Regions from separate parts of the Mus musculus genome. Here all the other regions are linked to region 1. A link is a contact called in public Hi-C, HiChIP or PLAC-seq and promoter capture Hi-C data. All regions are on one chromosome and are shown on one strand. The core of a region is the stretch at or near the end of the contact, and the rest is flanking DNA. Distances in the headings are between cores, read along the strand shown. Region 1 holds the start of Chsy1 (chondroitin sulfate synthase 1). Region 2 has its middle 20 kb from the start of Gm33570. Region 3 has its middle 13 kb from the start of Gm33570. Region 4 has its middle 22 kb from the start of Gm33515. Region 5 holds the start of Aldh1a3 (aldehyde dehydrogenase family 1, subfamily A3). Region 6 overlaps Aldh1a3 (aldehyde dehydrogenase family 1, subfamily A3). Region 7 overlaps Lrrk1 (leucine-rich repeat kinase 1).

The links. Promoter capture Hi-C pulls out the DNA fragments that hold promoters and counts their contacts. A called contact is a pair of places that touch in the nucleus more often than the background predicts. HiChIP or PLAC-seq counts read pairs in DNA pulled down with a chosen protein or histone mark.
Region 2: a contact with region 1 is called in an HNF4G HiChIP or PLAC-seq map of pancreatic cancer cells. The contact joins the enhancer-like site here to the promoter of Chsy1 in region 1. A contact is called at or near these places in 3 of 39 promoter capture datasets (the 3T3-L1 cell line, hippocampal neurons and liver), 1 of 484 Hi-C or Micro-C datasets (cranial neural crest), 1 of 115 datasets of contacts at active chromatin or transcription factors (pancreatic cancer cells) and 1 of 9 other capture datasets (embryonic stem cells).
Region 3: a FOXA1 HiChIP or PLAC-seq map of pancreatic cancer cells shows a contact between it and region 1. The contact joins the enhancer-like site here to the promoter of Chsy1 in region 1. A contact is called at or near these places in 6 of 39 promoter capture datasets (the 3T3-L1 cell line, embryonic stem cells, hippocampal neurons and 1 more) and 1 of 115 datasets of contacts at active chromatin or transcription factors (pancreatic cancer cells).
Region 4: a promoter capture Hi-C map of the HPC-7 cell line shows a contact between it and region 1, with 6 times the contacts expected there. The contact joins the enhancer-like site here to the promoter of Chsy1 in region 1. A contact is called at or near these places in 8 of 39 promoter capture datasets (the 3T3-L1 cell line, 3T3-L1-derived adipocytes, the HPC-7 cell line and 4 more), 4 of 484 Hi-C or Micro-C datasets (the HPC-7 cell line, bone marrow-derived macrophages and palatal mesenchyme) and 5 of 115 datasets of contacts at active chromatin or transcription factors (embryonic forebrain, embryonic hindbrain, embryonic stem cells and 2 more).
Region 5: a promoter capture Hi-C map of embryonic stem cells shows a contact between it and region 1. The contact joins the promoter of Aldh1a3 here to the promoter of Chsy1 in region 1. A contact is called at or near these places in 13 of 39 promoter capture datasets (the 3T3-L1 cell line, 3T3-L1-derived adipocytes, the C10 cell line and 8 more), 7 of 484 Hi-C or Micro-C datasets (the HPC-7 cell line, bone marrow-derived macrophages, embryonic stem cells and 2 more), 9 of 115 datasets of contacts at active chromatin or transcription factors (T-cell acute lymphoblastic leukemia, craniofacial prominence, embryonic forebrain and 6 more) and 2 of 9 other capture datasets (adipose tissue and liver).
Region 6: a contact with region 1 is called in a promoter capture Hi-C map of the HPC-7 cell line. The contact joins the enhancer-like site here to the promoter of Chsy1 in region 1. A contact is called at or near these places in 15 of 39 promoter capture datasets (the 3T3-L1 cell line, the C10 cell line, the HPC-7 cell line and 11 more), 1 of 15 datasets of contacts at CTCF or cohesin (the NIH/3T3 cell line), 108 of 484 Hi-C or Micro-C datasets (the 4T1 cell line, the 63-12 cell line, the AML12 cell line and 68 more), 18 of 115 datasets of contacts at active chromatin or transcription factors (the 230-238 cell line, T-cell acute lymphoblastic leukemia, bone marrow-derived dendritic cells and 15 more) and 3 of 9 other capture datasets (adipose tissue, embryonic stem cells and liver).
Region 7: a contact with region 1 is called in a Hi-C map of bone marrow-derived macrophages, with 29 read pairs. The contact joins the enhancer-like site here to the promoter of Chsy1 in region 1. A contact is called at or near these places in 11 of 39 promoter capture datasets (the C10 cell line, the HPC-7 cell line, cranial neural crest and 8 more), 2 of 15 datasets of contacts at CTCF or cohesin (CD8 T cells and large pre-B cells), 3 of 484 Hi-C or Micro-C datasets (bone marrow-derived macrophages, embryonic fibroblasts and embryonic stem cells), 18 of 115 datasets of contacts at active chromatin or transcription factors (the 230-238 cell line, CD8 T cells, bone marrow-derived dendritic cells and 12 more) and 5 of 9 other capture datasets (adipose tissue, embryonic stem cells, liver and 2 more).

What each region holds. Positions count from the first base shown.
Region 1 is chr7:66,107,521-66,111,893 of GRCm38.p6, forward strand. It overlaps Chsy1 (chondroitin sulfate synthase 1), which reads left to right and starts at 1,972. Exons shown (of 3, transcript NM_001081163.2): 1 at 1,972-2,707. The coding sequence starts at 2,391.
Region 2 is chr7:66,599,279-66,603,651 of GRCm38.p6, forward strand. No RefSeq gene overlaps it. Among named protein-coding and RNA genes, the nearest start is that of Gm33570, 20 kb to the left of the region's middle. Within about 2 kb of position 1,918, at least 56 of the 459 cell types and tissues checked have an H3K27ac peak or open chromatin away from gene starts, as enhancers often do. A contact at or near this core is called in pancreatic cancer cells, where this site is marked.
Region 3 is chr7:66,566,906-66,571,278 of GRCm38.p6, forward strand. No RefSeq gene overlaps it. Among named protein-coding and RNA genes, the nearest start is that of Gm33570, 13 kb to the right of the region's middle. Within about 2 kb of position 2,551, at least 14 of the 459 cell types and tissues checked have an H3K27ac peak or open chromatin away from gene starts, as enhancers often do. A contact at or near this core is called in pancreatic cancer cells, where this site is marked.
Region 4 is chr7:66,448,057-66,452,429 of GRCm38.p6, forward strand. No RefSeq gene overlaps it. Among named protein-coding and RNA genes, the nearest start is that of Gm33515, 22 kb to the left of the region's middle. Within about 2 kb of position 2,530, at least 96 of the 459 cell types and tissues checked have an H3K27ac peak or open chromatin away from gene starts, as enhancers often do. A contact at or near this core is called in 3T3-L1-derived adipocytes and the HPC-7 cell line, where this site is marked.
Region 5 is chr7:66,425,335-66,429,707 of GRCm38.p6, forward strand. It overlaps Aldh1a3 (aldehyde dehydrogenase family 1, subfamily A3), which reads right to left and starts at 2,143. Exons shown (of 13, transcript NM_053080.3): 1 at 1,980-2,143. The coding sequence starts at 2,078. Gm33515 (a long non-coding RNA gene) reads left to right here and starts at 3,313. Exons shown (of 3, transcript XR_391552.2): 1 at 3,313-3,402; 2 at 4,181-4,234.
Region 6 is chr7:66,402,964-66,407,336 of GRCm38.p6, forward strand. It overlaps Aldh1a3 (aldehyde dehydrogenase family 1, subfamily A3), which reads right to left. Exons shown (of 13, transcript NM_053080.3): 9 at 3,011-3,195. Among named protein-coding and RNA genes, the nearest start is that of Lrrk1, 17 kb to the left of the region's middle. Within about 2 kb of position 2,003, at least 23 of the 459 cell types and tissues checked have an H3K27ac peak or open chromatin away from gene starts, as enhancers often do. A contact at or near this core is called in CD8 T cells, the HPC-7 cell line and liver, where this site is marked.
Region 7 is chr7:66,367,559-66,371,931 of GRCm38.p6, forward strand. The region is part of intron 2 of Lrrk1 (leucine-rich repeat kinase 1); the gene reads right to left. Among named protein-coding and RNA genes, the nearest start is that of Mir7057, 12 kb to the right of the region's middle. Within about 2 kb of position 1,728, at least 99 of the 459 cell types and tissues checked have an H3K27ac peak or open chromatin away from gene starts, as enhancers often do. A contact at or near this core is called in adipose tissue, bone marrow-derived dendritic cells, bone marrow-derived macrophages and 6 more, where this site is marked.

The DNA.
Region 1 (4,373 bases), core at 722-3,221:
CAGCGTCCAACATCTGTGTCTTGCCAGATTTGCGCTTTATGTAAATCAGTGTGAATTATGAATTATGGGGCAGCTGCTGAACTTGGGGGCTCTGGTGACGTCTTGGTGTTTGTGGTTATGGTCTTACTGGAACCTTTCTCTATGGTTTCCCAGCCTGTAATTCATGGCTAGGTGTCCTGTATTTCCCAGAGACCACTGCTGGAATCTGGTCTTCACTACACAATGAATATTTTATCCTTAGATGTGGACCATCTCTTACAGGGAGAGTCAGGGGAGGGGAGGCGATGAACTATTTTTGAAATAAATCACACGTGTCAAAGAAAGTGGTACTATCCAAAGAATAAACAGGAGTAGCCACCATTCAGTGGTGGGGAGGACTGTGCTTCACACAGCTTTGTGGCTTAAACTGGAATATTTCTGTTGTTTGATTTATTAATCATGAAAAGGAGCTACAAGAATAGGCTGCCCATCCACCCACCCCACCCCACCCCACCCCACTCGAAGCACTCTTGTTTTGTTGTTGTTTTAATATTTATTTATTTTATGCACGAGTACACTGTCGCTGTCTTCAGATACACCAGAAGAGGGCATCGGATCCCATTGCAAATGGTCGTTAGCCCCCATGTGGTTGCTGGGAATTGAACCTCTGGAAGTCAGTGCTCTTAACCGCTGAGCCATCTCTCCAGCCCCATTTTCTATCTTTTTGTTTGTTTCTTTGATTGATTAAATGAGAACTTCTTAGGCTCTGGGACCGTAGTTCAGAGGATAGAGTACTGGCCCAGTGTATCAGAGGTCCAGTGGCTGATCCCTGGCACCAGGGCTGGTAGCACACAGGCCTGGAATTCAGGTGACTCCAGTTCCATAAGCAAGAGGATCTGGAGTTCAAAACGATCTGCAGCTTCAGCTAGCACCTGGGCTCTATTAGAGCAGGTCCAAGTGGCTACTTTGCGATTATAATCCTAACACATTGGTGACTAAGAAATAAAATTGGTATTTACAAACATTTGTCATGTGGGCACCCAAGTTGAAGGGCTTTCGTTTTTAACAAAACGTATAAAAGTTAAGACAGAGCAAATATAGGGAAACTGGTATCCAACTTAAAAATCCATTCAGCGAGCCTAACTTACTTGGAGACCTCCAGAATAGTAAGAGATCCTGTTTCAAAAAACTAGGTGTATGGCTCCCGAGAACCCATCCCCCACACCACGTACACAATCCATATCCGTTTTATAAATCTACTCTTAAAAATACTGACAGACTTAGGTGAGGGGGGTACTAACCAGCTCTCTGCTCACTGGGACTAAATACAGGTATTTATCATCTAGTGGTAACTCACCCACCCATCTCTTCAATATCCATTTAAAAAACTAATATGCCGGGCTTGGTGCCGCTCGCCTTTAAGCCCAGCGCTCGAGAGGCAGAGACAGATCTCAGATTCTCTGAGTTCGAGGGCAGCCCTAGCTACTTAGCGAATTCACGTTTCGCTCCCCAGCCCGCAAATCCCCTAGCGTTCCTAGGTGAACTGTGGCCGTGTGTGGCTCCAGCCCCGCCTGCAGCGTACAAAGCTGCAGTGTGGACCCCGCTGTCCTGGCCACCGAGTCGGGAGGTCGGCCCGGGGAGGGAAGGGCGTGGCGGCTCTCGGGGCATCTGGGGAGCCGGTCAACTCAGTCCACGTGCGGTGCCGGACCGCCGGCTCCCAATGCTGGCGACGGGGGCGTGGCCGCGGGTACCGGGCAGTGGGGGTTGGAGGGACGCCCGCCCCGCTGTCGTCGATGCTATCCCACGCCCCTCCTGCCTGGCCGCAGACTGCGGGGCGGGTGCTTTTTTTTTTTTTTTTTTGGTTAAACTTTGGCCACGTGAACTGCCCCCCATTCACTTTTGCGCCAATCACGAGGCGCGGACGGATCCCGAGAGGGGCCACGGCACGCCGCCGGCGGGCCGCTTCTTAACGCGCGGTGCGTGACGTGAGGGGCTCCTTTGCAATGGCGCGCTAAGCCGGAGGATGTGCAGCTGCAGAGGCGGCGCAGGGCACCGAGAGGGCGGGCGCAGCGCGAGCCGAGCCGAGCCAGCCGGGGGACGCGAGCCGCGGGAGCCGCTGTCGCCTCGCGCCGGAGTCGCCGGCCGCGCGCGCGGGGCATGGTCCCCTCTTAAAGGCGCAGGCCGCGGCGGTGCGGGCGGGCGCGCGGAACAAAGCGCCGGCGCGGGGCCTGCGGGCGGCTCGGGAGCCGCGATGGGCGCGGCGGGCCCGCGGCGGCCGCGGCGCTGCCCGGGCCGGGCCTGGCGGCGCTAGGGCGGGCTGGCCTCCGCGGGCGGGGGCGGTGGGCTGAGGGCGCGCGGAGCCTGCGGCGGGGACAGCGGGACAGCGGCCCGGCGGGCGGAGGGGCGCGGGCATGGCCGCGCGCGGCCGGCGCGCCTGGCTCAGCATGCTGCTCGGGCTCGTGCTGGGCTTCGTGCTGGCCTCGCGGCTCGTCCTGCCCCGCGCCTCGGAGCTGAAGCGAGTGGGCCCGCGGCGGCGCCCCAGTCCCGAGGGATGCCGGCCAGGGCAGGAGGCGTCGCAGCCCGGCGGGGCGCGCGGCGATGCGCGCGGGGCGCAGCTCTGGCCGCAGGGCTCGGCCGCGGAGGGCGTCCCGCGCGACAGGAACTTTCTCTTCGTGGGAGTCATGACAGCCCAGAAATACCTGCAGACCCGCGCCGTGGCCGCCTACAGGTGAGCCCCCCTTTCGTGGATGCCATCGCCTGCATCCGGCATCCTGGCTGGCGGGCGGGCGGCGTTACGGGTTCCCCGGAGGCTTCTCTGGTAGCTGCCAGCGGCTCAGCGCAAAGGCAGCAGGGCTTAGGATGGTGAGCATCTCTCAAGGGCAAGGCTTTGGGATTGAGTACGCTGGCCTCAGTGTGTGTGCCTCTCAACCTCATCTCCAGGGAGACACGTAAGCTTTCTGTGTTCAAGACTTCTTTGTTAAAAGGAACGAGTCTCCCCCATAAGGTGGTGGCGAAATTCAATGTTGTACCTGCGATAGTGGAGGCAGAGTTATAATTTGAGTCTCTAAAATAGGCACTTTGTCATTTCGAAGGGAGAGCCCGCTTAAATTAACCTGGCTAGGGCTCCTCCGTACTGTACTTTAAGATTCTCACTTTTGGTGAGCGTTTCCACTCTGCCTTTGAGCAACACTCTGGTTTGTTAAGTAGAGAAAAAGAACCTTGAGGAAAAACAGTTTGTGTGATCGATTTAGTCATTGTAAGACTGCAGCCTGGTGTTCCCCAGCGCAGCCACCAAGGCGTATGCGTGGTAGGAAGTAACTGGGCCCTAGTAGGCTAAAGGAGTCAGTAGAAGTGGCAGCGATCATGTTCAGGATTAACAAAGGGATTAGCCAAAGCTGCCTTTAGAAAAGGAGATGGTTTTAGAGTGGAGGGCATGGTTAGAACTGTATTTGCATTGAAGTGAATCTGAAATACAAGAGGGGTAGACCCAGGTGAAGGAAGGGACTCGTGGAAACTTTTGTGTGTGTGAAGTACAAAAACCTTTACTGTACGGGTGAAGTCTGGCGTTCTTCCAGGCAGAGACTCAGTGGCAGGAATGGTTTCAGAGCACGGATGTTCTGGGGCTGAGCTTTGTGAGCAGGGCTATACTAGTTGATGTTTGTTTTTACATTTTTTAACCAGTGCTTTTATAACTTGGCTTTTGAATCCAGTTTCTGGTCTAAGTTTTCAGGCAGCAGACGGTATAAGAAAACAAGCATGGCTGGATCTCTTCTTTCTTTAACTCAAGTGAGGGATTGAGGAAAGAGCAGTTAAAGCGTTTAAAGGCTTGACCACCATTCCTGCTGCTAATGTCCAGAGGCTGCGTCGTGCTAAGAACAGTTCTGAATGGCCAGAGGCCACAGGTGGCAGGCTGTATGTGGACTAGCGGAGTAGTTTGAGAGCAAGTAGGCTATAGTTCTCCAGATGTTCTTTGACTTAATATCTTTGTCAAAAATTGAGGACCAGGGCTGGTGAGATGGCTCAGTGGGTAAGAGCACCCGACTGCTCTTCCGAAGGTCCGGAGTTCAAATCCCAGCAACCACATGGTGGCTCACAAACATCCGTAACGAGATCTGATGCCCTCTTCTGGAGTGTCTGAAGACAACTACAGTGTACTTACATATAATAAATAAATAAATCTTTTAAAAAAAATTGAGGACCAGATGTGGTGGCACCAGTCTTTAATCCCAGCACTTGGGAGGCAAAGCAGGTGGATCTCTGTGACTTCCAAGCCAGCCTGGTCTACATAGAATTCCAGGCCAGATATGACTAACACTGAGACCCCTCTCAAAAAAAAAAAAAAAAGTTAAGCAAACAAATAAACAAACAAAAAATGAGAAAAGGACCCTTCCCTC
Region 2 (4,373 bases), core at 668-3,167, 490 kb after region 1:
ATTGATTCATCTGTGGGTTGTTGGATAATTCTGGATGTAGCATTCATTTCCTCGCTGCCTCAACTCTCTCTTGGCAGCCATGAATGAGCAAGTCCCAGAAAAAAAAATGGAGCCAACCAACTAGACTGTAATCTCTGAAACTATGAGCACAAATAAAGCCTTCACCCCTTCAGTTGTTCATTCCGATACTTTTTCACCCCTACAGTGATGACTGAGTGACTAACACAAGCCTAGGGAGTGATGCCTTCAGAGTCTGAGTGAGTAAGTAGTCGTCATCTCCCACCCAAATCAGGAACTTAACAGAAACTGCTTTGGCAGAGCTCTGTGGAGAAGAGCTATGCCACTGAGCCACGTTCCCACCCAAAATACAGAATGGTATTTGAAGCTTTTAAAAAAGAATAGTAAACTATTAAAGCACCATGGGAAACTTGATAGAACCAAATGGAATTGCCAGGAAATAAGCACCATGATCAAACTTTGTAACTCAGTCAACAGTTTTACAAAAGGCAAGACGAAGTCAAAGAAAAAGTTGGGGAATGGAAAGATGGGTCCATAGAAATCATATAGAATGGAGTAGAGATAAAAAACAAAATGAACCAAAATAAAACAGGGCTGGAGAGATGGCTCAGCGGTTAAGAGCACTGGTGGCTCTTCCAGAGGTTCTGAGTTCAATTCTCAGCAACCACATGGTGGCTCACAGTCATCTGTAATAGGATCTCATGCCCTCTACTGGTGTGTTTGAATACAGCAACAATGTACTCATATAAAAGTAAATGAATCTAAAAGGGGGGAATGACTGCCAGTGAAAACCTTGAAGTCTCCTCATCTGTCACCCAAGCAAATAAATGTCCTTAAACAATAATCCAGGGTAACAGAACTATGGAGCTATGGAGGACAGAGTTTAGACAGAAAAGTCCAGCATGTATTAGTGAGAGTCAGAGGAGGGGGGAGAGACTGTGACAATGTCAATATTTGAAGGCCAAATATTTTTGGCCAAACTTTTTCAGAACTGGCAAAAGCTTGGAATACATCCAGGGACGGCGCTCCTTAATAAATCCATAACAAGATTTCTTTGGCTGTCATATCATTGTGGGTGTTTGAAAGACATAAGAAATTTAAAAATTGTATTAAACAAGATCTACCCCACCCCTCCCTGGAGTGTAAATCCAATGCCAATGTGATAAGACACTTCAGGATAAGCCCCACTCAGGGACGGGGGAGGGGGGAAGACCATAACCTGAAGCCCAGCCGACAGGGCGTGGAGGGTGTTCTTGAGTTAGAATCTTTTCAATCTTCCCCAAAGAGGCATGAATTCTCTCTCTCTCTCTCTCTCTCTCTCTCTCTCTCTCTCTCTCTCCTTCCCTCCCTCCTTCCCTCCCCCCTCTCTCTTTCTTTCTCTCTTTCTTCCTGTCTTTCAAGTCAGTATTTTGGTAAAAATGTGTAATTTCCTCAGAGCATGAGAAAGAAAATCCCACACGGTCCTATATCAACAACACGAGCTAAGGCGCCAGAAAAACCTCACATACTCTGTCTTGTCATGAATTACAATCATTGTTCTGGGAATTTTCTCAAGGGTTGGCTTTTCTTCCTTATAAACAAAGCTACATATCATTCTTGAGGCTGTCTGGTCACTGGGATGCAGGCAGTTGCAGCAATTTTATTTTTCAGGCCAAAGAGTGATGCCCAAGTTGTCCCCAGTAGAGCTCTCCTCATCGAAGACCCATACAGACACACATTTCTCTAGTCTGTCCCAGACCTTTTAGGGGTGGACTCAGAAGTCCTCCTTCTCCAGCTCCACAAGACTGTACTTCTCTTTGCCTAAACATATCACAACAACACAGCTAAGGCTTCACAGAGCTATGAGTAGGGACGGAGCTCCTGAGACGCCTGGCTCAAGGACCGGTACGGTCTGTTCCCAGTTTGCAAGTTAGCCCTGCAATGAAGTTTACAAGACAAAGTTTAATGACCTCTTGGATAAAGAGAAGGAGGCTCAGGGACAGCTTAAACAAACCGGACTGAAAAACAAAGGAAATCATTGTTGGCAAGGCTCTGAGTCATCTTCACCCCTGCTTCCCCACCCGTTTCCTTCCTGTTAGTGATAGCCAGGGGATTCAACCTTTCCCATAGGTGGTCTCAACGTCCTACTGCTAAGGTGGGCATATGGTTTAGGTGTGTGCCCCAGGGGCACATATGCTGAGAGCTTGATTCTCCTCAGTATGAGGATGTTAACAGATCAGTAGACAATTCAAACTTGGGGCCTAGCGGGAAGGTCTTAGCACTTTGAAAGCATGCTTTGGGGAAGGGTTAGTGTAGTTACCCTGTATCCTCAACTCCTTCTCAGTCTCTAGAACTGACTTCCTTTTTATCTATCTATCTATCTATCTATCTATCTATCTATCTATCTATCTATCTATCTATTATCTATTCATTTATGCTGCCATGTGTCCTCTCCCTCTCTCATGAGCTCCCACCAAGATGTCATCTGTCCTGTTACAATATAGCCAGATAGCCAGACAGGCCCTGACCAGAACTGAACCTAAGCTGTTTGGACATTCATCATTCAAAGTGAACCAAATAAACATGGCTTTATATACCACCTGGACTCAAGTGTATTTACTACAGCAACAAAAAAAGGACTAATTCTATGACCTGAGCAGAGGCCCTGGCTCCTTTAGAGCATGGTAGGGGAGCTCCACCCCCTTCAGTTTTATTACCAGTTCTGCTGCTGGTGATATTGGGTTATTTCTCCCATGAAGACAAGACTGACCACAGCAGATAAACAGTCTATGACTCACAGGGATTGCCAGCCACCTTGAGAGTCTGCTGTCTACAGTGTCTGGGCTCTCCCCTTTTCTTGCCCTCCCCACCACACACTCTTCCTTGCTCATCAACCTTCAGTGGCTTCTCATTATTTCCAGTCTCAGGACCAGACTCAGTTGGTCTAGTTTTCAAGGCCTTTCTTCATCTAATCCCGATCACAGTCTAACTGGACTCTCAAAATTCATTTTCTCTTCTGGTTCTGAGCCTGGGGTGCCCGAAGGGGTGTTTGGAAATGCGTGCAAGCATTGAGTTGATACAAGGGTGGAGGTGGCAACTGGCACTGGGTGGCAGGGTCCAGGTGTGAGAGTTGCCCTCTGGGGCCCAAGACAATCCCACACACTGATTGCCATCCATGATTCCTGCTGAGGAATGCTGCTTGATACTGGCCAGTCCCGGTCACTTCCCACCCATCAAGCCCATTACATCCACTTCTTGTTGCCATCCCACCCCCATTTCTTTGTGTTCTACCAGTTGTGAAGACCTGCTTGCTGGATGTCCATCTGAAACCACCATCTCCTTCAGGCCTCAAGCCACTGTCGACACGAGAGTCGAGTGGGCAGACCTGAAAGGTATGGATGTTGGACTCATACAAACCCATGTGTGAATCTCACGTTACCATTTTACCCATGTTACCCAGGGAGAGAGCCACTTCCTCCAGCCAACCCTCGCCTCTAAAACAGCCATGGTGACAGTACCTGCCATCATGTGAGAAGGATCCATGAGAGTTGAACATTACAAGGTCAGGTAAAGTGCTTAGCATTACGTAGCACGTGGTCAGAACTCCAGTGAAGCCATTATTTAAAAGACTCCTTTCAAATGAAGTTCGTACTCAATATGCCCCCACAGAGTTGCTGTTTACCCTACTAAGACTTCGAAGTTTCTTTATTCTAGACAAGGACTGCACAGAAAGTGTTATTTCTGTTGTTGTTCTTGTTATTGTTATTTTTGATTCTTTTTAAAATTCATCCACAAAAGCTGCCATCAGATATAAGCTACTAAGAAACTACAAAAGAAGAGTGGTCTCCTTCTGCATGGCCCCTGGAATCCTTCTTGTCAAGGTGCCTGGAGATCATGCTTGGTTATGCTCCACAGGTGCACAGCTCCAAGGAGACCAAAGAGTAGAAAGGTGGCTCTCTACATCTCCTTGAGGGCAGAGACTCCCTCTGAGGAACGGTGCCCGATGAATGCTAAATGTGAGATGTCACATCCTGGCATGGACCGTTCCTTGCCGAGACCCTTCCAGTGTCTTTCTCTTCCTTATCTGCTTCGGCACTAATGGAATTCTGTTGAGTAACACATGGCTGTTCTCCATGGTTTTCAGAAAGGCTATTGTCTGCTCATCAAGGAATGGCTTCATGGCATGTCCCCAAGGCTATGAGGGTCACAGATATGCAAGGATGTATGTGAGTGTTTGGGACTGACTGGCCTGGGCTTACTGGCCACAACCTAAGTCTCTATTTTCTTTGAGCTGGCTCTCAGCCCATATCGAGGGGATGACTGATGAAAGGTAAGGGTGTGACTTTCTCAGCAATCCTTAATGATGAAAGTTGAGG
Region 3 (4,373 bases), core at 1,301-3,800, 460 kb after region 1:
AGACATCTGCACAAAGACTCCTGAGCAGAGTTAGTAGTCACAGGCTTATGTCTAGGATTGCACATCTGCCTTCCACGGGATGTCCCCTTGATGGAGAGTCTGACACAGACAACTAACAGAGATGAATGCTGTCAGAACACCACTGTCCCAAATCTCATCAAATGCCCTTACCCGTCAAAAAATCGGAAGCACAGCCAAGTTCACTTACCTGTAGGGTTAATTTTTCACTGCGTAGTGCTCCCTCCAAAACCACTGCTCCATAAAGAAGCTATACAGTTCTGTTCTTGTGTTAGTATGATGGGTATCCCTTCCTCTTTTAGGGTGTGACCAATCCCTGCCACCCTTGGAGCAAAGTGGTCCCCATGGAAAAGGAGTCAAGAGCTCAGCCTTGAAACAACAGATGCTACAGGCTTCCTCCCCATGGGATGGGATCAGGGTGCTAGCTTGCACCTGAGGCAGCACACAGTCCTTACGGGACTGTCTTGATGTAGTCTCCGGTTAGGAGAAGACTCAGACAACAGAAAGGAAACAGCAGTCATTGTCCTTCTTAGGAATTCACACAACAACTTTCTCACAGGGAAACACATTGGCAAAGTTTTACCTGGCCACAGGTATGAATGCCAGACTTCCTGGAGATCTTAACTCTACCAAGAATAGAAGAGCCAGCATGCAAGTAGCTTCAAGGTACACACACCCTTCCTTTCTCTGTGCTCAGTCCTTAACCACTGGGACCCATTCTCTGGCTGTCCTCTTGGGAACCCTACATATACATAAGGCTCTCCGTGGCTTGGCAAAAAAAAAAAAAAAAAAAAAAAAAAAAAAAAAAAAAAAAAAAAATCCCTGTTTTCTCAAGAATACAGAAGAAATCTTTAGCTCACTTTTTCCCCCCTGGGGACATCCTGTTAAAAACAAGTAGCCAACAAGTTGTCAGAGGTAAGCTGGGACTCTTTTCCGCAGCTGCTCCATCTGAGGGTGAAGATCCGATACTGGGTCTGGGATCAGGGGTTGGGACTTGAACGTACCTGATGGTCTTAACTGCTACCCTGGAAGTCCGAGTCTAGCTAGCTGCCTTTCCGTGCACATCTGACCACAAGTCTGAGGAGTCAGAGAGGTCGGAAACATAGCATAGCGGCAGAACATTTGTCTAGCATAATAAATGCATCTATGTGCACATTATTATTGTTATTGTTGTTGCTGCCTTTTTTTTCAAGACAGGGTTTCTCGGTGTTGTCCTGCCTGTCCTTGAACTCACTCAGTAGACCAGGCTGACCTTGAACTCGGAGATCTGCCTGCCTCTGCCTCCTGAGTGCTGGGATTAAAGGTGTGTACTGACTGACTCTATGTGCACATTCTTGTACAGGATACTCATTCCAGTGGGTTACTCTTATGGGACTACAGAAAGAGCTGGAATGTCTAGGGGTGTTGACTTAGCCCCACCCCTGCGGTTCTCAAGCAGGGCTGGTAAGGAGCTGGAAGTCTCAGTTCCAGACATTGATTTCCCCAACCCTAGGTAAAATATGGGTCTACACATGACAGTTAAATGATGACACAAACATGCTTTTTGTCTCAATTCATCCCTACAGCCCTCTTTCAGTCAGTTAGCACCCCAAACTTCCAAGTAGAAATACTCAGAGAGGTTAAGCAACTTGTCTGCCATGACACAGCTTTTGCTACTTGAGTGTGTTCCTCACCTCATAATCTTACCCTACTCCCTACCATCACCCCATCACCCCCACCCTCCCAGCGCTAGAGAGCCCTAGGCAGAAGGCCTCAGAATTAACACACATTAGCTGGAGGAGGACCCTCAGGAGTTCGCTGGTCTCATTAAGGCCTGGACACGTGTTTTAAATTTCCTTTTCCAGAGCCCTGGGGGAGACTTGTTCCACGGTTCCATAGACAGCAGCTGTGGATAGAGCTCATTTCCTAGGGCCCCCACTCAGTAGATTCCCTATCAGATCTATCCTCTGGGCCACTGTAGTTGTGCCTGGTGAGGAGACAGCCATGCCTAGTGCCAGTTCAACCTTTGTTTGGAACCATGGGGCCATGGGGTATAATATGGAGCCAGGGTCAACTGGTATCCAGCAATGTACTCTTCAGGTTTAAAAAAAAAAATGGTTTCAGGTCAGGAGCACTTGAGCTTTAGACCCAAAGTCCCATATTTTCCAAATCTCAGGCTTTCCTGTGGGCATGCCCCCAAAGAGCCCTGTCCCCAGCACTCCTTCCCTGTGCTGGTGATTTCCGTTCCGGGGGGGACCCACGGTCAGAGCTAAGGTGGATCCTGCTGTCTCTGCGTCTCTGGGAGTGTGGAAGGTCAGCTTGAATGATTCCGGAAGTTCTATGTCTCGACTGAGAGAGATGGACACTCCAATAAAGCCACCAAGTGATGTTTGTGTTTCAGAGGGTCATGGTTCCCAAAGACAGTGGTCCAGGCTGAGAGCTATAGCCTGGCGGGGGACCTGGGTAGGCCAGTCCAGATTCGCCATGTAGGAGGCGCGGGGCAACAGTCAGTCGCCAGGGAAGCTTGTGGTCTGAGGAGGCAGGGGAGTCAGCAGTGGGTTGGGTGTTGGGCAGAGTCCAAGCCTAACAACCAGCATTCTGGTCCCAACCAGTGAGCCACACAGAGATGCGGCTGGGGTTGAAAAGAATGTCTGGGTTTTCATCAGGGGCTGGAAATCCTGGTTTTATGTGACATTCCCCAAATTTGGTGACAGTATCAGCATCTGATTTAATTTATAAGCAACAGAGCGACCCCAGCCAAATAAATATATCTATTGACTGACTGTGGCCTCCCCTGTCGGTGAAAGGGTGTGGGAGGGGAACACTGAAATGGATTATTGGGAACAGGGAGTTTATTAGAAGAGTTATTAACCCCATGGATAGACAGAGAGGCAACAGCATAGTGTGGGTCCCAGAGCCTGAGACAGCATGGTGGGTCTCTGAGGAGAATCAGAGCTTCTGTAGAAAAGATGAAAGTCTCTTAGACCTTCCTGAGGATGGTGGGATGTCCCAGTACAAGCCTGAATCCCAGGCAGGAGGCAGGGAAGCATGGAAGGAGCAGGATGTGTGGCTAGTAGTCTCTTTGATGTAAACCCACTTCCTGGGTGACAGGGCTCCTGGCTTTGGGAAGTGTGTTAATGGGAACTCACAGACAAGGTCTCGGTAGAGTGCTTGTACTATCTGTGTGTGGGGGAGCTGCTATGAAGTATTGAGACCTGAGCAGCAGCTAGAGTCTAACATTACTCTCTTACAGTCAGCTCTCAAAAGCGGGGCATGCTGCTGGGCCAGTCACACATCTCCAAGTCTGTCTCCAAGGCTGAAGGGTGAGACAAGGGTTCTTAGGGTAGTGCTTCTCAACCTTCTTCATGCGGTGGTCCTTTAATACAGCTCCTCAGGTTGTGCTGACCCCCGACCATTACGTTACTTTAATTGCTGCTTCACAACTGTGATTTTGCTACTGTTATGAATCATAATGTAAATATTTGGATTTGTTTTTTTTTTTCCTGATGGTCTTAGGTGACCCATGGGAAAGGGGGCGCCACCCACGGGTTGAGAACCTCGGTTATAAGATGCTATCTAAGGATTAGGATCTGATATATTCGAGGCAGTTACTCTGTGGGTGGGAAAGAACCGAAGGGGCAAAGTTTATGTCTTTCTCGTTCTGGCTTTCTGGACAGGAGGCTCAGGAAAGTCAACAAGCCAATAAATGCATAGTAAAATGTCATATTACTGAAGTCATGGGAAGAACAAATTAGGACCTTCGGGAACAGTCCCCAAATGTCAGGGATGTTCCATGGGTAGTAGGAGAGCCTAGATGTCCTCTGACAGTATTGTGGGTGCCCAGGTTACGCCCATGGCAAGTGCTGGCTACAGCCCAGAGACTTGGTGCATGAGAGCATCGCCCTGTGAGAATGGAAAGCACCATAGGATGGGGAAACCTTCTAGGTAGGAGGCAATCTGATGAGATGCCCCCTCCACCCCCCAGCACCTATTATAGACACTCGTCAATCTGCTCCCAGCTGGGGGGCAGCCTACTGGGTCTCTTCTGCAGGACTTAGAGAACCTCTTGGACTGCACTTCCCTTCTGTGTTTAACCCTACTTGAAAGAGTTTCCCTGACCCAAGAGAGTGTATGTCACAGTCCAAACCCATCTGTTAACTGAGTAGGTACCAAGGAGTAAGGTGAGGGCAACTTCTGCTTAGGGAGGCCTCCACTCTTGGTGGGGTGACTTGGCAGCCACTATATGAACATCCAGAAAAGTAGGCTGGTTCAAAGAGCTCAAAGTCACTTCTTGTTCTTGGACCTCATATAGCATTGAGCTATGAGCCTAGTTGTAGAGCCTCTTGCACCCAGGCTCATGTTACCCATTTCAGAAC
Region 4 (4,373 bases), core at 1,280-3,779, 340 kb after region 1:
GGGCAAAGAGTGGTGGATTCCCTCAAATGGCCTTGTTACTTTTCAATCAAGAATGAGAAATCAATAACAATAATAATAATGACAATGAGGATGACGACAACGATGATGACGATGGAGATAAAATTTTAAAAAGAGCATGTGGACCTTTGGCCAAAGTAGATGGGTTTCTGTGACTTAGTGGATCCAATCAGGTGCTGCCGGCAGCATTACCTTATGGGGCTGAGACAGGCAGAGGAGTCTGGAGGCAGCTTGGCTCCTAGGAAGCCTCCTTTGTCCCTTCTCTGTGCATACATGGGTGAAAGCCTTACAGGAGTGGATGGCTCAGCCACACCCCTCACTCTGAGTGGGCAGTGGGTTACCCCATAAGCACCTGTCCAGCGCCTGTTCACAGCGGACCAGCTCCTTCCTTAGGAGCTAGTTCGCTCCACCCCATCCTCCGTTGCTCTAACACGTTACCACTTAACCCCTCCCCTTCCGTAGCATATTCTATCTTATCGCGGGGCCAAAAACAACAGAGTCAAACAAAAGCCTACCTCTGAAACCAAAAACCAAAAATACGGAGCCCTTCTTTTCAAGGTGTTTATTCAGTGTTTTGTGACATCTACGGAAAGCTGATTCACTTCATGAGGAGCTATTAGAATGTGAATGAAATGCAGACTAGATAGACTGACTGTAGTGTCCACACAAAGGAAAGCGCACACAGTGAAGGGCGCGAGTCTAACCTCGGACAAGTGAGGACTGCAGATGCTAGTCTCATGGAGAGAGACGCCATCCAGAGAAGAATGTATAAGTTATGACCCCCATTTAAGTCAGGTTTAAGTCAGGACTCTAGTGTCCTTGTGGGGGTGCTCACAGGAAGGGGCTGAGAGCCTTTAGGAGATGAAACCCGTCTCACCCTTGATCTTGGTGTTGGTCACAGGACAAGGCAAACAGCAGACTGTGTGAGGATACCAGAGATGTAGCTCCGTGGTAGAGTGCTCGCCTAGCATGCCCAGGACCCTACGTTCAAGCCCCAGCCCTGGCAAAGAGAACCCAGGAAAACGCTTGAGAGATGTGTTCACTTTATATCATACCATGACTACCGAGGAAAATGAAACCAACCCCAGTGGCTTCGCTCATAGGCCCTGCATCTTTCTGGAGCGTTCAAAGACATTTCCCATTAGCAATGAAGAATTGACCATCTCTCCTCCCAAACAAACGAAAATAGTACACATGTCACATTCGTCCTGGATTTTGAGTCTTTCCAGGAAGAAGTAGTTTTGGGGGAGGTGGCATTCCGTTCTAGAACCTTCTCTCTCGGAGGAGGGATCCCTGCCCCTTCCCCCGCACTGAGGTCTGAACAGCAGCAGTTTCAGCTCTCAAATATCCCGGCATGGAGTTCTCATTACAGTCTGGCTTCAGGAAGTGAATAGCTAAGCTCCTGACCTAGGTGAAAGGTGGTGAGAACAGCTTCTAACCAGTTTTTATTTTATTATTCATTTATTCATTTATTCATTTATTTATTTATTTATTTATTTATTTATATTTTAAGTTTTGGAAAGATCTCCCTCAGTCACCTCTCAGTTATTAGGTATGTTCAAAAACTGCCTAATTATATATTTGAACAAGAAGCCCAAGAAAAGAAACTTAAAAAAAAATGTTGTTTCAGTCTTCTGGATAAATAAAAATAAACGTGTGGGTCTGAGCTTTAAATAAGGATAGTTTATATTTTTAAATGTCTAATTATATATCAGTTTGAGCAATTTCTGCACATCGTGGTAAAAATAATAATAATCAGCGTACATGATCCCCTGAAAGACATAAATATACGGATACATACAAAACATGCCTTTCTTCTAGTTTTGCCTCGAGTCCTAGTCAATAGAACCGCTGTTTCTTCACGAGCGTTTGTAGCTGGTGCGAATGTTCTAGGTAAAAAGCTTTGTGAGAGAGGTCATTGAATGGCAGTAAACTTCAAGAGCCAGAAATGTTTTCTTTTTCTGATGCTTTTGATAATAATCTTTTACCCTCGCCCTCCCCACCTCCACTTCTACCCCAGACAGCATTTCTTCCATCAGGATGGGTAAAAAGTGGATCCCTTCCTGGTTTCTCATTGTTCCTATAACATCTATGCCACGCCCACAAGCCCAGAGAACGCCCCCATGAGAAGCGCTGCTGCCAGGCGTCCCTTCCCTCTGCTGCCAGGCTCTGTGATATCGGATATGACATGAAAACTAAGAGAGCGGGGGGGGGGGGGGGGGGGGCAGAAACACTGGGAAACTAAATCTGTATATTTTATTTCAAAGGGAAAACTCTTCATTAATGTCCCTCTCTGGCCTCATGAGACATGCTGTACACGGGTATACTTTTTTTTAATCAAGGAAATTAAACTTGCTTTAGGGTGGGATGAAGCGGCTGAAATGCCTCTTGCCAGAGAGATCAGCTTAAATGAATGAAAACGCACTTGCCGAGTGAAATCTGACACCACACAGGAAATGATGAATGGGCAGCCCCTCCCCTCCCCCCCACATCATTTTAGGGAGTGCTCTGCAGGCAGCACCCTTCGCCCTAGTTCAGAAGCAAGCAATGCACTTTCAAATGGTGAGCCAGGCGTGGGTGCTGGGACACGGGAGTGAAGGATACAAGCCTCAAAAGCGGCTTGGATTTCGGTCCCTCTTAAGGTGTATTGTGTATTTATACTCACTAAAATCTTTTAAAACTCTTAATAGTAGTCATAGTTCAGTAGGAGTGCTCTTCCTACGTTTCTGGCTAACATATTTATGGCTTTGTTCTCCCAAATAACCATGGAAGATTGTGTGAGAACCAACTGGTTGGCTATTCATTACTTGATTGATTTGTGTTGGGAGGCCAGGCTTTGCTTATGCTTGGCAAGATGTAGCTACCCCTGAGCTGTATCCCAGCCCTTGATTTATTTTCAGTCTCCACATGTGATGAATAATATTAAAATTAGCACAAGGACGCATTCTAGTTTGTCTGTTTGTCAGCTGGCATAGGGAAAAGCCTATGTGCTTATAAACAGGTTTAGATGCATGTTCAAAACTGGGCATTTTATTGGCTATATCAAATCTCTCATTATATAGGCAAATGGCTGTCATTATGATATCTCTTTTTAAGTTGTCTGTTCAGGAATCTTCAGAACTTGCTGGAAAAATAATTATTCAGGCCTTGCTCTGTGGCTGTCTCAACACCTGCTTGTGTCTGGCTCCATCCAGGGCACTGTTGGACACTTGAAGGTCTGAGAGAGTGGTGAGAGAGAGGGCCTAAGTTGATGATGTGGACAGAATACTACCCACTTCCATTCAGATACCATGCAGCCTGAAGGTCCTTTCCAGCAATGGCCTAAGGTTATATTAAGACTAACATAAGCAAAACTGGGGTATTATCTTCAAAAAGTTATATTGTGATTGAAGCCAAATCTATCTTGGAATGCTGCCTGCTTGTCCTGCTGGCCTTTCATAAAGGCAGGCCACGGTCATGGTTGGTTACACATCGCCCTGAGCTTTCCACCCAGCTTTGACTCTTATCTCTAAGGTTCACTGCTGAACCCTTGGCTTGTTCCCTTTCGGTGAGTCCTCAGAAGAATGGAGACAAAGCTTTCTTCCGGAACGTGAATGTTCCGAAACACAGACAGGACGCTGGGCTTCTCTGCTTCCAAGAGAAGTGTCCTCAAGCCTGAGCTGATCCCGAACGCACGGAGTAGCTGCCTCTCACACAGCTGACATACAGTCTTATCAGATAACTGCTCTAGAGAGTGGGAGACTGCTGGGATGGGAGGGAAGACTCCAGACCTGCTGTCTCTGAGCCCTTGATCCTCCCTTCTGTGCCCTAAGTGCTGTACCACAGTGCATTGTATCAGCATGGTCCTTCTCCATGGCTGTACAGCAGCTTCTCCTTTGTCCACTCCCTGCTTCAGGGACCAGGGGCTGATGAAAGTGGGCCAAACACAGCCAGGAGGCAGCAGCATCAGGTGGCCCGTCCTTCCAAAGACAGGACAGCCTTGGGTTCTCAGAGCCCCCTCTCCACTGTGACTGCCCTGGATAACGTGTTCCAGGTGTTCGACCTCAGAACAAAGAGGCTTTTCTCTGTTGCCTGAGAATGGAGCGTCCTTGCTGGTTGCATAAGGGTTTCTCGAGATGGTAATATTTGGTTACAGTAAGATCTGTTATTTCACAGGAAACCCAGCAGAGGTGCCTGTAATTTGATTCATGTAGTAACTGGGAAAACTGGAAGGCAGGGAACAGGGGTGGGAGTCTTGGGAGATGGAGACCTGAGTTCAACCCCCTGGACTTGCAGGACAGCCGGAAGCTTCCTGGTACCTCTGACAGTCAGAGTCAACTGTGCAAGCTGTACGGGTGCTACTCAAAGTTTAACAC
Region 5 (4,373 bases), core at 893-3,392, 320 kb after region 1:
AAACCGCCCTGCCATTGCCTGGGCTCCATCCAGTCCTCCGTGCTGCAGGAGCACAGTGAGTCAGGGAAACTGCACACCTCTGCTGGCTCACAGGCCTCACAGCCCACTACTTGTCCCCAGTCTCGATTCTGCTCTTCCACATCTTTGGCTTCCATCCTTAGCCCAGGACACCCTGATGGTACAAGACTCACCTTGGCCTTTTTCATTGTTCTGAGGGGTCTCTGCAGAGGTGCACAGGAAGCCCAGAGGGAGCAGGTTGGAACTAGTAAGGGGATGAAAGGTGTAGCTAGGCACCAGGCAGCTGGAGCTAGTATCTCCTGGAACATCCCTGGGGCCGAGGGTCGCAGCTCTCAGTCCCCTGCATCTTACCGTGTTCCACAGTCTCCGCCAGACACCCCCAGACCTTCAACCCTCAAAGGGGAGGGGGCTCTGTCAGAACCAACTACTCCTCTGACAATCTCCCAGGATCCTCACCATAAAGGCTGCATCTTTAAAGTGTTCCAGGAAATCGCCTAAAAAGAGGCAAACTTTTCCTGCTTTGTAGCCAGACAATTGTGGGAGGATTCCGTAAAATCCTAAGCGAAGAGGCGATCCTGCTCACTTTCTGGCTGCTGTGGTGTTTTTTACAGAACTGTAAAAAACAAAACAGAACAGCCACCGCCAGAGCAAGAGAGGATCATCGAAATGAGGTCTGAAAAATGAAGCCATTATTTGCTCCTTTCCCAGCCCCGATGTTGAAATTCTCCCTCCGAAGCTGACACGATCGAGGAAACTACATTTTAAAAAACTTTCAGTCTTCCCAGGACTGTGCCTCTCTTGATTACAGAGCCTTCCTTGGGAAAACAGTTCATGTAAATGTCATGCAATTTATATGTCGGCACGGCCGACTTCAGGGGGACTAAGTACCAACATATCAGAATCTGAAGCCCACACATAGCGACCTGCCACTTTCACCTTTTGATTAAAATTATTCAAGAGGGATAATTGCTACTTTTGAAAATAAAAACCCATGAAGGCGGCTTCTTAGCATCGTGTCAGCTGGAGTTGAGCTCGGTGGACAAGACAGGAAAATAAGAGGGGTTGAGGTTTCCAGACCTGAAGCCGATGGAGCGCTGTGGTCCCTCAGACGCCCGCCAGTACACCTAGCAGTCAGAGCAGCGCATCTCTGAATTTAGACTTGTTCTTCCTCTCTGAGCCTTCTCTGCTCCCAGACATCATTGTCCCTGAAGCTCTGGGCAGGTGAGCTCACCACTATGCTAGTTCCAGCCTCCCAGGAAAGGGCAAACACCACCAGGCCTGCCTATGGTCTTGTTCAACCCGCAGCTCCTTCCCTGGGCCCAGATCGAGAGGCCTTGAGGAGTACTCCTCAATGACGTCCATCTTTCCTCCCCTGCTCTCCTGGTAAGCTGGGATCAGACTGAACACAATGGACAGGACGGACGGAAGGACGGACGGGGTACTAGACCCTTCTCTCATTGCCCAGGAAGACTTACTTCCAAGTTGCAGTTCCTGGTGTGCCTCAAACTCATCCTGGAGTGCTCAGGTATCTCTAGCCCCCCTCCCCCGCCCCCTAACCCAGGTCCTTCAGCCCAGAAAGCCCTCTACCAAGAAGTCGCCCTATGCCCATTCACCAAAAGCACCAGCACTCAAAGTGGGCGGTGGCCCGGACACTGGGGGTGGGGGTGGGGGCGGCTCTGCAGGCTGCAACTCCCGCACCGTGGGCGCTGCACTCACTGCATCGCTCCTGCTCCTCTTCTGGCTTTGAGGCTTAGATCGTTCAGCCAGAGGTGCAGGTTTCCATTCTGGGGTGCCCCTCAAAAAAGTGCAGTTTCCAAGGAGCCGGCCCCCACCAGAGACGCTCAGGTGTGGGCAGCTCCCTGCGGACTCCCAGCACGGTTGTATCTTGGTCCCCACTCTCCCTACCAGGCTGCTCGGCGCAGGAGTCCCAGGCCGTCGAGTCGACAGCGCACCCTCCTCACCTTGGTGAACTTGACCTCCAAGTTGCGGATGGGGCGCGGCAAGGCAGGCGGTTTCCCATCCGGCTGTCCGTTTTCCACAGCCCCGTTGGTGGTAGCCATAACTGGTTCGCACTCTCCGGTCCGTGTCCCCGACGCACCAGCTTGGCCTGGGCGGTGCGCAGCCTGCTCTGGGTGACAGCTCCGCGCCTTTATGCAGCGCCCCACGCCTCCCGCCCAAGGGGGCCGCCTAATTGGCTGCAGGACGGAGGAAGGGAGGGCGGGCGCGGGAGAGGAGGAGGGGACCCGGCCGCCGCTGCTACCCCTCCTGTTGTCCCTGCCCCTCCGGGAGCGGGACGGTCCCAGACCGACCTAGGCTGCGGCCAGAGAGCTCTGTCTGCGCATCGCTGGGCGGCCACACCGCGGGCTTCCGCAGCCTAGTAGGCTGCCCTTCTGCGAACTTGGGGGCCGGGGGCACCAAGGCCGGGAATTCCCAAGGGTCGGACATCCGTCAGGGCAGGGAGCCGGCTCGTAGCGATCGCAGTAACAGGCCTCTCTCTGGGCAATCTCGAGATTTTGTCAGAGGCACCTGCGGTCCCCGGACCACCGCAGCGGCTCTCCAAAACTTCGGCGGGAGTGAGCGCTCTCTCCGGGACCCTGCGTTGTGCCTCCCAGGATCTAGACGTCTTGTGGTCACCACCCGTGGCTGCCTCAATTTGGGGTCCAACTGCCAGAAGCCTGCGCTCCATCCTTCCCAAGCTAGGGCCGCCAGCGGAGGAGGTCTACTCTGAGCCTGGCTGGCAGGAAACTTCCGTCACACCCACGACAGCAGGCTAAGCGACAGCTCTTATGCGCAGCCTTATGGAGTTTTGCGGCTGATGGTCCTGTGACCTTCATATAAGTACGCACAACCCTAGGGAGGCAATTATTTTAATTTTTCAAACGCACAAATTAAACTTCCGTTTTAAAAAAATGGAAAAAAAATCCCCAAAACAAAACATGAGATCTTTGCAGCTAGTTGCTTTCAGACTAAAAGCTCTTAATGTTTATGTTGCTCAGAACTGCCAAGAGGGGCTGTGGGAAAGGCATGTCCAACTCGTTTAGGAAACGCTTCTTTCAGCCCAGGACTTAAGACTTAAGCTTCATCCGAAACCCGGAGAAGTGTCTCACCCACGTGTAGGGTGGCTGCATCAGGGGGTGAGGCTTGAACTCCCCACAGAGGAGGGGGTTTAGTCCTTAGAGAGATTTGGCCATGTGCTTCTGTGTAAGGTACCTCCCTCTGCCTGTTCTAAGGACTCAGCCTCCATTTCTGTTCCCCATGTCCTTCCTCACTGTCTTGTCACTAGGAATCCTTCTGGATAGTGGAATAAGCAGTAAACCTTCAGAAGGCCCTATTTGAGCTGTGCCCTCTCAGACAATCTCCTGCTATTAAGGATTGAGCATGCAGGTGAGAGTGGGGATGGGGGGCTGTGGGCCCCCAAATGAGCAAGGACTGACAGGCTTCTGAGAATCTTCCTTTGACACTAGGGTCACCAACATTCTTCCTCCATCTTTCCTGCTCTTTCTGGGCTCCCTGGACATGTAGCTGGTCCCACAACTCCCACCTTGGTCTATAGTAAACATCTGGGGTGTCTCATACTAGGTCCCCTGGATGCTGAGTCCTGCCATCTGGGTGCTTTTGAAATGCTGAAAGACCCTTCTCTGTGCAGGGGACAGAGACCAAAGGCTGTCTCAGAACTCCTGTCCTTCAAGGCTACCCTGGTTATCACTTTGGTTATCACTTTGAAGGGTCTTTAAGAAAATACAAACTCCAAAAATGTACAGAGGACATTGAACTTATTAAATAATTGTTAGACTGGTAGGGGAGGCAAATGGATTTGGGAATTAAAACTCAGTTCCTTGTTCATAAGAATCTTTTAAGATGGGCAGCTGCCACTCTGCCAGGCACAGACTGGACAATGCAGGTTGCCTCAACTCCAACCCCAAGACTCCCTCCTGACTGTGGCATCTGCAGAGCCTTGGAGCCATTGGCAATGACCACAGGCAGACAGACTGGCTCACCTTCCCCCTCTTACTGATTCCCATGTGACCGGGAGGTCAGAGCAGAATACTCAACCATAGACCTTCCCTGTAGTAGGCAGTTCCCAAAGAGCAGGTCAGGGGGGGGGGATGGGCTTGGTTCTGGGCTTGTCCTGACTGGAAGTCTCTTCCTCCACACCCCTCAGCTTGTCATTCAGCAGGCAGGGAGAAGCTTCGATGTTCAAGTTCCCATTTTACAGGTGAGTAAACAGAGGCAGGTGGATACTTGTCCTAGACCTCACTGTCTTGGAGGAACCAAAGGCAAACTGCGGGGGGGGGGCAGGATGTGAGGAGAGGCTTCTCTTAATATTTTTTTCTGTCACATTTATTCACCCAAGG
Region 6 (4,373 bases), core at 753-3,252, 300 kb after region 1:
TCTTCTTCCTCAAATACATATGTTCCTACTGTGACTGGGTTGACAGACCGCTCCTTCTGTCCCAGGCTGAGAGAGACAGAATTTAAGCGACAAAGGTTACTGAGACATCCAGATAGGAGGCTTGGTTTCATTCCAGAAACATTAAATGGGAAAAAACAAAACCCAGGGATAGAGAAATGGCTCAGTGAGTAAAACGTGAGGACTTGGGCTCTCTGACATCCATGGGGGCGGGGGTAGAAGAACTGGACATAGTGACCCACACCTATAATCCCAGCACTGGGAAAGTGGAGACAAATGCTCCCCGAGGCTTGCTGGTCAGCTAGTCTTACCTACTCAGCGCACTTCAGGTTCAGTGACAGATTCTGTCTAAAAGAATAGGGTGGATATCAACAGAGAAATAACCTGACCTTGACCCCGGCCTCCATACAAACATACAATATATGTGCACACATATGTGCACATGGCTGCACACACACATGAACAAACATACATGCATGCAAACACAAATACCCACAGACAGTAAAGGTGCAAAAAAAGTAAATAAACCCATTTCAGGTCCAGAAAGTTCTTTGAGATTCTTCCTAAGAAACAATAAAGAATCAAATAGTGAAGCCAACATGATCTCTTGCACACAGAGATGGGGAGGAAATCCAAGCACATAATCACATTTGCAAGGAAATCCTGGAGGGGAACTCCAGGAATAAAGGCCATACGGGAGCCCCGATGTGGGGAGAGGTGAGAATGGGTGGGAGTGGAGATAGTGAACCCCTTCACTGTAGTCCTTTGTACATGGTTAGGGTCTAGAGCGATATGCTTGCATGCCCACAAAATGTAATGAAAGAAACCCAAACACGTCCAGTTCCCAGCCTTCTCTGTCTTTCTCTGGGTGAACCACATCTTGGTTCAAAAGTCCCAGATGGGCTGGCGAGACACTTAGTGAATAACGGTGCTAGTTGTCAAGACTGACAACTGGAGCTGAATCCTGGGCCCAGCAAAGATCCACACAGGAGAAGTAGGCGGCTTCTGGCCTCCATATCCTTGCTGTGGCATGTGCATCCCTCCTCCCATACACAAATGTATACACATACAAAGTAAATAAATAAATGTCACTTAAAAACATTTTTTAAATGTGGGAGGGGGAGTACTTATGTAACCAAACCCTTCTCTCCTCCTAGGGGGCCAACATAGCTCATTGGCGGAACTTCATCAGGCCTCAGGTCTTGGCTGGCTGGAACTAAGTTCTACCGGCAGACCCCATCTGTTCTGCAGGCAGCATGGGTCCCTGTCAGAACCCCTACACACCCATGCTCCACTCCCCCCGATGAGCCCTCATAAACACGTTGTTTAAATCTAATAGCCATCCGTGAAATGTCAGCTGGTGCCTACAGTACAGGAAGGAAGATCTGGCAGGAAGGGAAATGACAGGGCAGGGCACAGCACCAGAAGTGAGAAAAGATGGCCCCCACAGGACCTCTGCAGAGGACGCCTCCGGATCCCGAGCAGGCCAGGTGGCTTCCTTGCTCGGCTGCCAAGTTAACCCAAAAGATGATGGAATGTTCCAGCAAGCGGTCTCCAGCCCCCAGCCCCTGATCTAGGTCAGCAAGCTCTTCCACAGGCCTGAGACACACAGGAGTGTTTAGGCAGCTGGACAGCCTTGCAGAGTAAAACCTTACAGGTCTGTGGAGAGGGGGAGGGGAAAGAACACTTACAGGATCCTAACTAGTGTCCGGTTAGACAGTGTAAGTGAGTTCCACAGGGACTGTGCACAGAGAGCCCAGGTGGGATGGACAAACAGCCCCTCCCCGACCCACTCCACGGAAATGTCACACCAGAGATTTGGGAAGAAAAGGACAGAACCGTCAGGAGAAAACGTTTCCCATCTATTTCAGCTCAATGCTACAATTTGTGGATTCAGTACTGGTTTGTGGTCATGTGTGCACAGACACCATGGGCTACCCTGTGACAGGACTGTAGAGTTTGTGGTTGAGGCTGGGCATGAGGAATGCACACAGCTTCCCCACCAGGGACATGTGACACCAGTGCCACAGAGCACATGGGCTGCAGTCAAGGTTGGTGTCACCTTGGACAGAAAATCCTCCTCCATTTCTTGTCCAGCCAGCATCCACACAGAATAGCTAAGCAAAACTGATAAGGATGCCCTGAAATCACGTGGGGATGTGCATCTTCTAGGTCAGAGAGTTGCCAGTCGGGGCATATCTGCCTTTGCTGAGTTCTTCCTGGTGATGCTATACCCTCCATTTACTCCCATTTCCCAGATGAGAAAACTAAGGGCTGGAACAAACAACACAGAACCTCCTTTGGGCTCAGAAGTATCCTGTGTAAACATTTGGTGCCAATCCAGTGTGCCTCTAGGATAGACAGCAGGGAGTAAGTCGTGGATATGACTGGAAACCTGAGGGCTAAGCAGGAGTCTGACAAAAACAGAGTTGCCACCATTCTCTACTGCAGTGGAGACGTGCGTGCGCTTTACAAACTTCCTGGTTGGAGCTATTCCCATTCCCAAACCAGGCTTGCAGAAACCTGTTCCCACTACCCAGGATACAGCCCAATCCCTAGAGTCTCTTCACCCTCCGGTTACCGAGGGTTACTTCACGCTATAGTGCATGTGGCCTTGCAGGCCCTTGAGTCAAGCTTGTCAGTCATTGCCCTGACTGTCTCCCTCTTCGGCAGGGTTCAGGGAACTCTCTCTATCCCCCCTCCCCCGCTTTGAAGGCCACCATATCAAGAAGGCTGTGAAGGCTTCCCGATATGGCTACGGCAGATAGCCTCGTGCCCCGGATGCACTGGCTCCTCCCTGATTCCCCGAGGATACCGCTCCATTTCCTCACAGAAACAGTTTTTTTCTATCAGCTTCTAAAGAAAAGCTTTGAGTGGACAGCACAAGCCAGTTCTTTTCCTTGGAGGGGGAATCCTGTCTGTGACCATGCTTCTGCCTAGCTCAGTCCCTGCAGGAGCACCACACATGGGGACATGTCTGTTGGTGGGTTACCTGAGGCCCCTGCTCCGTTTTGGCATCGAAGGGGTCTCCAACTGGCCTCTTCTTGGCGAACTCCACACTCCTCCTCACAAACTCCCCGTAGACCTGCTCTTCCACGAACACCCTGGAGGCCGCTGTACAGCACTGGCCTTGGTTGAAGAACACTCCCTGGTGAGCACACTCGACGGCCAAGTCCACTGGGGGTGGGTCGGGGGAGGCAAGAGGAAGCGATTAAGTTGTTACAACAGGCCTGACAGCTGCAACTCTAATTACCCCCACAAGAAAACAGGGCCCAGATGACTGCATTTCAGAAACTAATTTTTCTTTCTTGGCGCTTCCCAAAGGAGAGGACGGGGAGAAGGATTTTTAGATTCACCAAGTCAGAGTTAAGTAAGTCTGGAGACTCAGGCTCTCTTGGTGCCTTTAATGTGCTAATGAGTGTCCAGTGGGAGCACTTTCCAGTTTAACTGTCCATAGAACTCCCCACCCCAGCTTTCCTGTCCCTAGAGGGACTGACTGTATCTCAGCAGGGTTGGACCAGGACAGTCTCACAAGGATCTCAGACCTCCCTGCACCCCACCCCTGCATCTGGGCCAGGGGCCAGGTTAGCGTGGCCCCTCCTGAAGACATCAGTTAATTTTCTGGTCCCTGGTGGGAACCAGGAAGGATGAGTGAAGTGACAAAGTATTGCATGTCACCCTGAACATTATGTCAGGATTTAATTTGGGAGAATGGCACTCCCTGGAGGAGGAGGCCCAAGGAAAAAGGGGAGCAGGCTCTGTTTTCATGACCCTTGGGGAACCAGCCCCTACTTAGGGTTCCCCTCGTCGGTATAGGGACAGCAGGTGGGGCAACACAAAACAGGACTGGCTCTTTGGGAAGGGAGATTGGGACCCTAAGTGTGAGTCACAGGAGGGCTAAATACAAAACTGTTCCAGTGACTCTGGGAGCAGCATTGCTCAGACCAGAGATGGGCAGATCCTCTCCGCAGCCTCTCTGGGAAGAAGAGCGAGTTCTTCCTCACTCTCCTCTCCCACTGAAAGTCAGTTTTAGGGAAAGAAACCGGTCCTTCACATTGTGTTATCATTTCTCAGGGCTATTTGCCATTCCAGCCTTATCTGGGCGCGGAATGGAAGCCTTTGATCTCTGCAGCAGGGATTTCTGGCACGAGGGGACAGTGGGGGAGGCTGTTCTCTATGGCATGGGTGCTCTCAGGTCTTCCATAAGTGACCCAGTGATCAGAAGATGAATGCTCACCGTGGTCCTTCCTGCCCTCTTCTGGACACAAGCGCCAACAATAACATACACACACTTTAATACTGCGTCACCCAGCTCTGGCAAGGCACAAGTTGTGCCCAGCTGTGTGCCAGAGAAG
Region 7 (4,373 bases), core at 478-2,977, 260 kb after region 1:
TCTGTGAGGGGCAGGGTCTGGCTGAGCTCAGAGTATGAATTTCTCAGTATATCCTTTTGTTACTGCTCTAAATAGGGTAGGGGAAATGTAAGCTAGTCACTGGAATGAGGGAGATCTAGGCTCTCATGGTGAAAGCTAATGTCACCTCATCCTGGGGACAGGCTGACTCAGCACCTGAACCCCCCCCCCCCCATGGAGTGTCTCAGGGCCACTCTCCAGCATCTCAGAGACCCGTCTCTACCCAGAACCAGCTAGAAAAACCAACCAACTAACCAACCAACCAAACAACCAACCAACAAACAACAAAACAAAACACCCAGGGAACTAAATGAAAACCAGAGAAGCTGGACAGTAGAGAAGCAGGTGAGGTACAGAAAGTGCAGAAGGTGCGGGAGTGACCGCTGTGATCTGGAAAGTCAAGCAGAGGCTACAGTAGCAGAGGCAGGGAAGCAGAGACAAGCAGGAAAGAGACACGGAGGGCACAGTTGCCCCGTCCCCACATGTACTCAAGGGGAGTCCAGGATTGCCCTTCCACACCAATATCTGCAGGTACTCAACCTGTTTTATTAAATGATGTAGCACGTGCAGGTGGCATCCACAGGTTACTGATGACACTCAGCACTACGTAAGTGTAAGCTAATAATTGTCCTATGGGAAGCCTTACGAGCATGGGCTCTGAAAGCGGCCAACACAGAGGTCATTTTTTTCCCACGCTTATTTTTGACACTCAGTTGAATGCACAGGTGGAGCCACGGATTGAAAAAGGAGTGGGTTCCTTTTTATCAAAATAAGTCTATAATAAAAAAATTTTAAAAGTGGGCGTGGAGGGATGGGTCAGGGATAGAGTTCTAGCTGCTCTTATGGAGGATCCGAGTTCAATTCCCAGCACTCATATGGCAGATGGCCACTATCCATACCTCCAGGCCCAGGGGATCTGACACCCTCTTCTGTCCTCCTGGGGACACCAGACTTGCATGTGGTACACAGTCATACATGCAGACAAGACACTTATATACATAAAATTAAATAAATAAATTCTCAAAAAATCAAATAAAAATAAAAATTTTTAAGAATTATCTAATACAATCTACTCTAAGAATATAATTGAATCGGTGAGAATAATTCCCAAATTGAATTAAGACAAGTTCTCAGAAATGGCAGGATACTAGGCAAGAAATTGGAAAAGGAAGTGGGAAATGTAGAAAAAGAAAGAAGAATATAAAATATAAAGAAAAGAGAAAGGAAAAAAAAAGCCAAGTCAGCTCCATTAAAGGAGTAGTGAAATAAAATCTTAAGGAAAGACAGACTGACCAAAATTGAGACATGGAAGCCAAGGGGTGGGATGGATTGAGGGAGGCAGGAGGGAGGGAGGGAGGGAGGGAGGTGGGAGGGAGAGAAGCAATCATGAGGCACCATGAGCAGCAGCTGGAACAAGACAAAGCATGCACCAAAGAATAGAAAATAAATAAAATAAATAAAGTCATGGGACCAGCCAAGAAAAATGGGACTTCTCGAAGAGGCGTTGAGCTCCAGGTCCCGGATAGGGTAAGTACAACCTTGTCAGGTAAGCAAGCAAGGCCACTCTCTGACAGATGGTTTGTGCCAAACACAGAGGAAGCAACCAAAGGGGCCTACTAGCCAAAGAGGAACAATTTAGCTCATAGTGATACTGAGAGGGTAAAGCCCTCATTGGTTGCCTGTGAAGGATACTCAGGAGCTGACTCACCATAGAAAAACAAACAGGGAAGAGCCAAGAGTCCTGACATTCCCCCATAGCTGACACCAAAGGAAGCACAGAGAAGATGCTGCCTAGAGATGCCTATCTGCTAATCCCTGAAGAAGGATCTAAGAGCACCCTTTCCTCTTGTTGAGACAGGATCTGATGTAGCCCAGGTTGGCTTCAACTCACTGCAGAGTCAAGATGACCTTGAACTTCTAATCTTCCTGCCTTTGATTCCTGAGTGCTGGGGTTATGGGTATTTGTTATCACACCTGGTTTCATAAAGAACTGGGGATCAAAGCCAGGATTTCCCACTGTGTACACACTGGAAAACCCATCAGGACCTTAATAATGACACCAGTTAAAAAATCTCTGGGAAAAAAAAAATCTAAATATCAAAGAGAGACACCAGACATTCTTTAACTCCTGAGGCAAAGTAGGAGGGACATGCACAGACCCCTGGTGCTCTTGCCAACAAATCTCCCTGAATCTATCCAGCCCTCCAGGTCCAAAGAAACCGTGGGGAAGAGGAAAACAAGCCAGCCCACACAAGAATGCAAAGCCAAGATCCAGACAGTGGGAACCGGCAAAGATCATGTGGATTTATCAGCAATGAAACTGCACAGAAAACAGAAATGAGGGAGAAAATAGAAAGTAAGAGTCTTAGGACAGTGTTGCTCTACAGGACACAGAGACAACACCAGCCAGCTGAACTGGAGAAAAACAGTAGTTAAAATGAGTGAATAGATAAAGGAGGCACACACAAATACCGATTAGATAATATTAATGGAATTTTTTAAAAAAAATTTAAAGTATGCATGTAATGTGCCCTGAATGCTTTTAGACTTCTGAAGTTGTAAATCTGTGTGTAGGTCCCAGGCATCTGGAGAGAGGTAGAGCATTCACAGACCAAGACGGGCCAAGTGTAAATTAGCTGACGCCACGTGACAGACACCATGGAGTTTATTACATTAGTCTCTTTCATTTTGTGATGCACACACACACCACACACACAACATTAAATGGAGAGAAAGCATAAAATGTTACACAGGCTAAAGGTTTATGGATGAGAAAGCCACCACTGTGAACTCAAGCTTAAGAAAGCATAGCTCCTCCTGTCCAAACACTAGCCAGGCCCGACCCTGCTTAGCTTCTGAAATCAGATGAGAACAGAGACTCACAGAGTTGTGTGCAGTAGACAGAACCTGTGGTTTCTGAGCTTAAAAAGTAGCAAGGGGAAGCGGGCATCTGTCTGTTCTTTGGAAGAAAAGGAAACTAGAAGACAGGGAGTGGGTGGGAAGGTGGGAAGGCAAGGTTTTCATTGTATTTTCTTTTAAGCTTCTGAATTTTATGTCGAGAGTAACAATTAAATTTTTTTTTTTGCAAGAATCCGGATGCCATTATGCTAAAACACTGGAAAACTATATAGACAAAATCAAATCAAGAAGCAGAAGGTCGGGGCTAGAGAGATGGCTCAGCGGTTAGGAACTCTGGCTGCTCTTCCAGAGATCCTGAGTTCAATTCCCAGCACCCACATCTGTTTAAGTAGGCAAAATATTATATGTCTTTCCTTAGAGAATGTGACAGGCACTGTCAATCCTTGGCATCTGGAGGGATTGGATCCAGGCTTCTTCTGGATGGCAAAACTCATGGATGTGACAGCTTTTGTGTCAAGTGTCATACAGTATTTACATAGAACCTATGCAATCCTCCTGTAGACTTTAAATCTTTTCGAAATGATTTACAGTAAGTAAAAATCAATACCATACGAAGAGTTGCCCTTTATCCTGGACAGAAACAGAGCCTATTTCCTATGTAGGCTCAATCTGACCTTGCTTCCTGGCTTGTTTTAACTTGTAGGAGATGGTCAAAGTACGGCTGCTTTAGTTCTGGGCTGGAGCCTTCTGAAAGCCTAGAAGCTCCTGCCACTGAACTCTGGAACTGTCAACTGTAGGTTGTGCTAAAGAGGAGAAAGTCACACAGAAGATCACTGAGGGAGCAGACGCATGGATGAAGCAAGAAGAATGCTCAGCTGAGCGTGCCAGACAAACCTAGGCAATCACGGAGTGTATATTGTTATCAGGCTAATTAGTTCTTGCTTGATGTGATTCCTCCCTGGATTCTAAGCATTAGGAAGACATTTCTGGTTTTCCAAGCCTGGTTCATACCGGGCTTTGACATACAGTGCATAAATTCTCAAAGGGATTCTCTGTTGTTTTTAGTATAGTCAATACATGTTTGTTCTACCTCCTCATGGCCCCTTCGTTCTGGTCTACCACACCTAAGAGCCAATGCCATCTACTCGTGTGTTTTAAAAGAAAATCTCAGCGCCAGCCATGGATTGCCTCCCTACAAGTTACTGGTCAGGGAGGTTTTACAGGCACCTGAAACAACACGGGTTATTGCCATTGCTCTTGGGCGCCCATCATAGCTACATGGTAGGAACCCACAGCTGAAGACACCACACATTTTGGCTTCAGGATGCAAAGAAATCAGTCTTGAACCTACCAGGAAGCTCTTCTTGTTGAGTAGCTTTCAAAGTATTGGAAGGCACTGTCTAATCTGCTGGGGAAAAAGCCGTCTGTGGTCTTATTCATAGCTGGACCCTTCCTTCCCTCTACAGTACTAACCTACCAGGCACCTACCTTTGGTA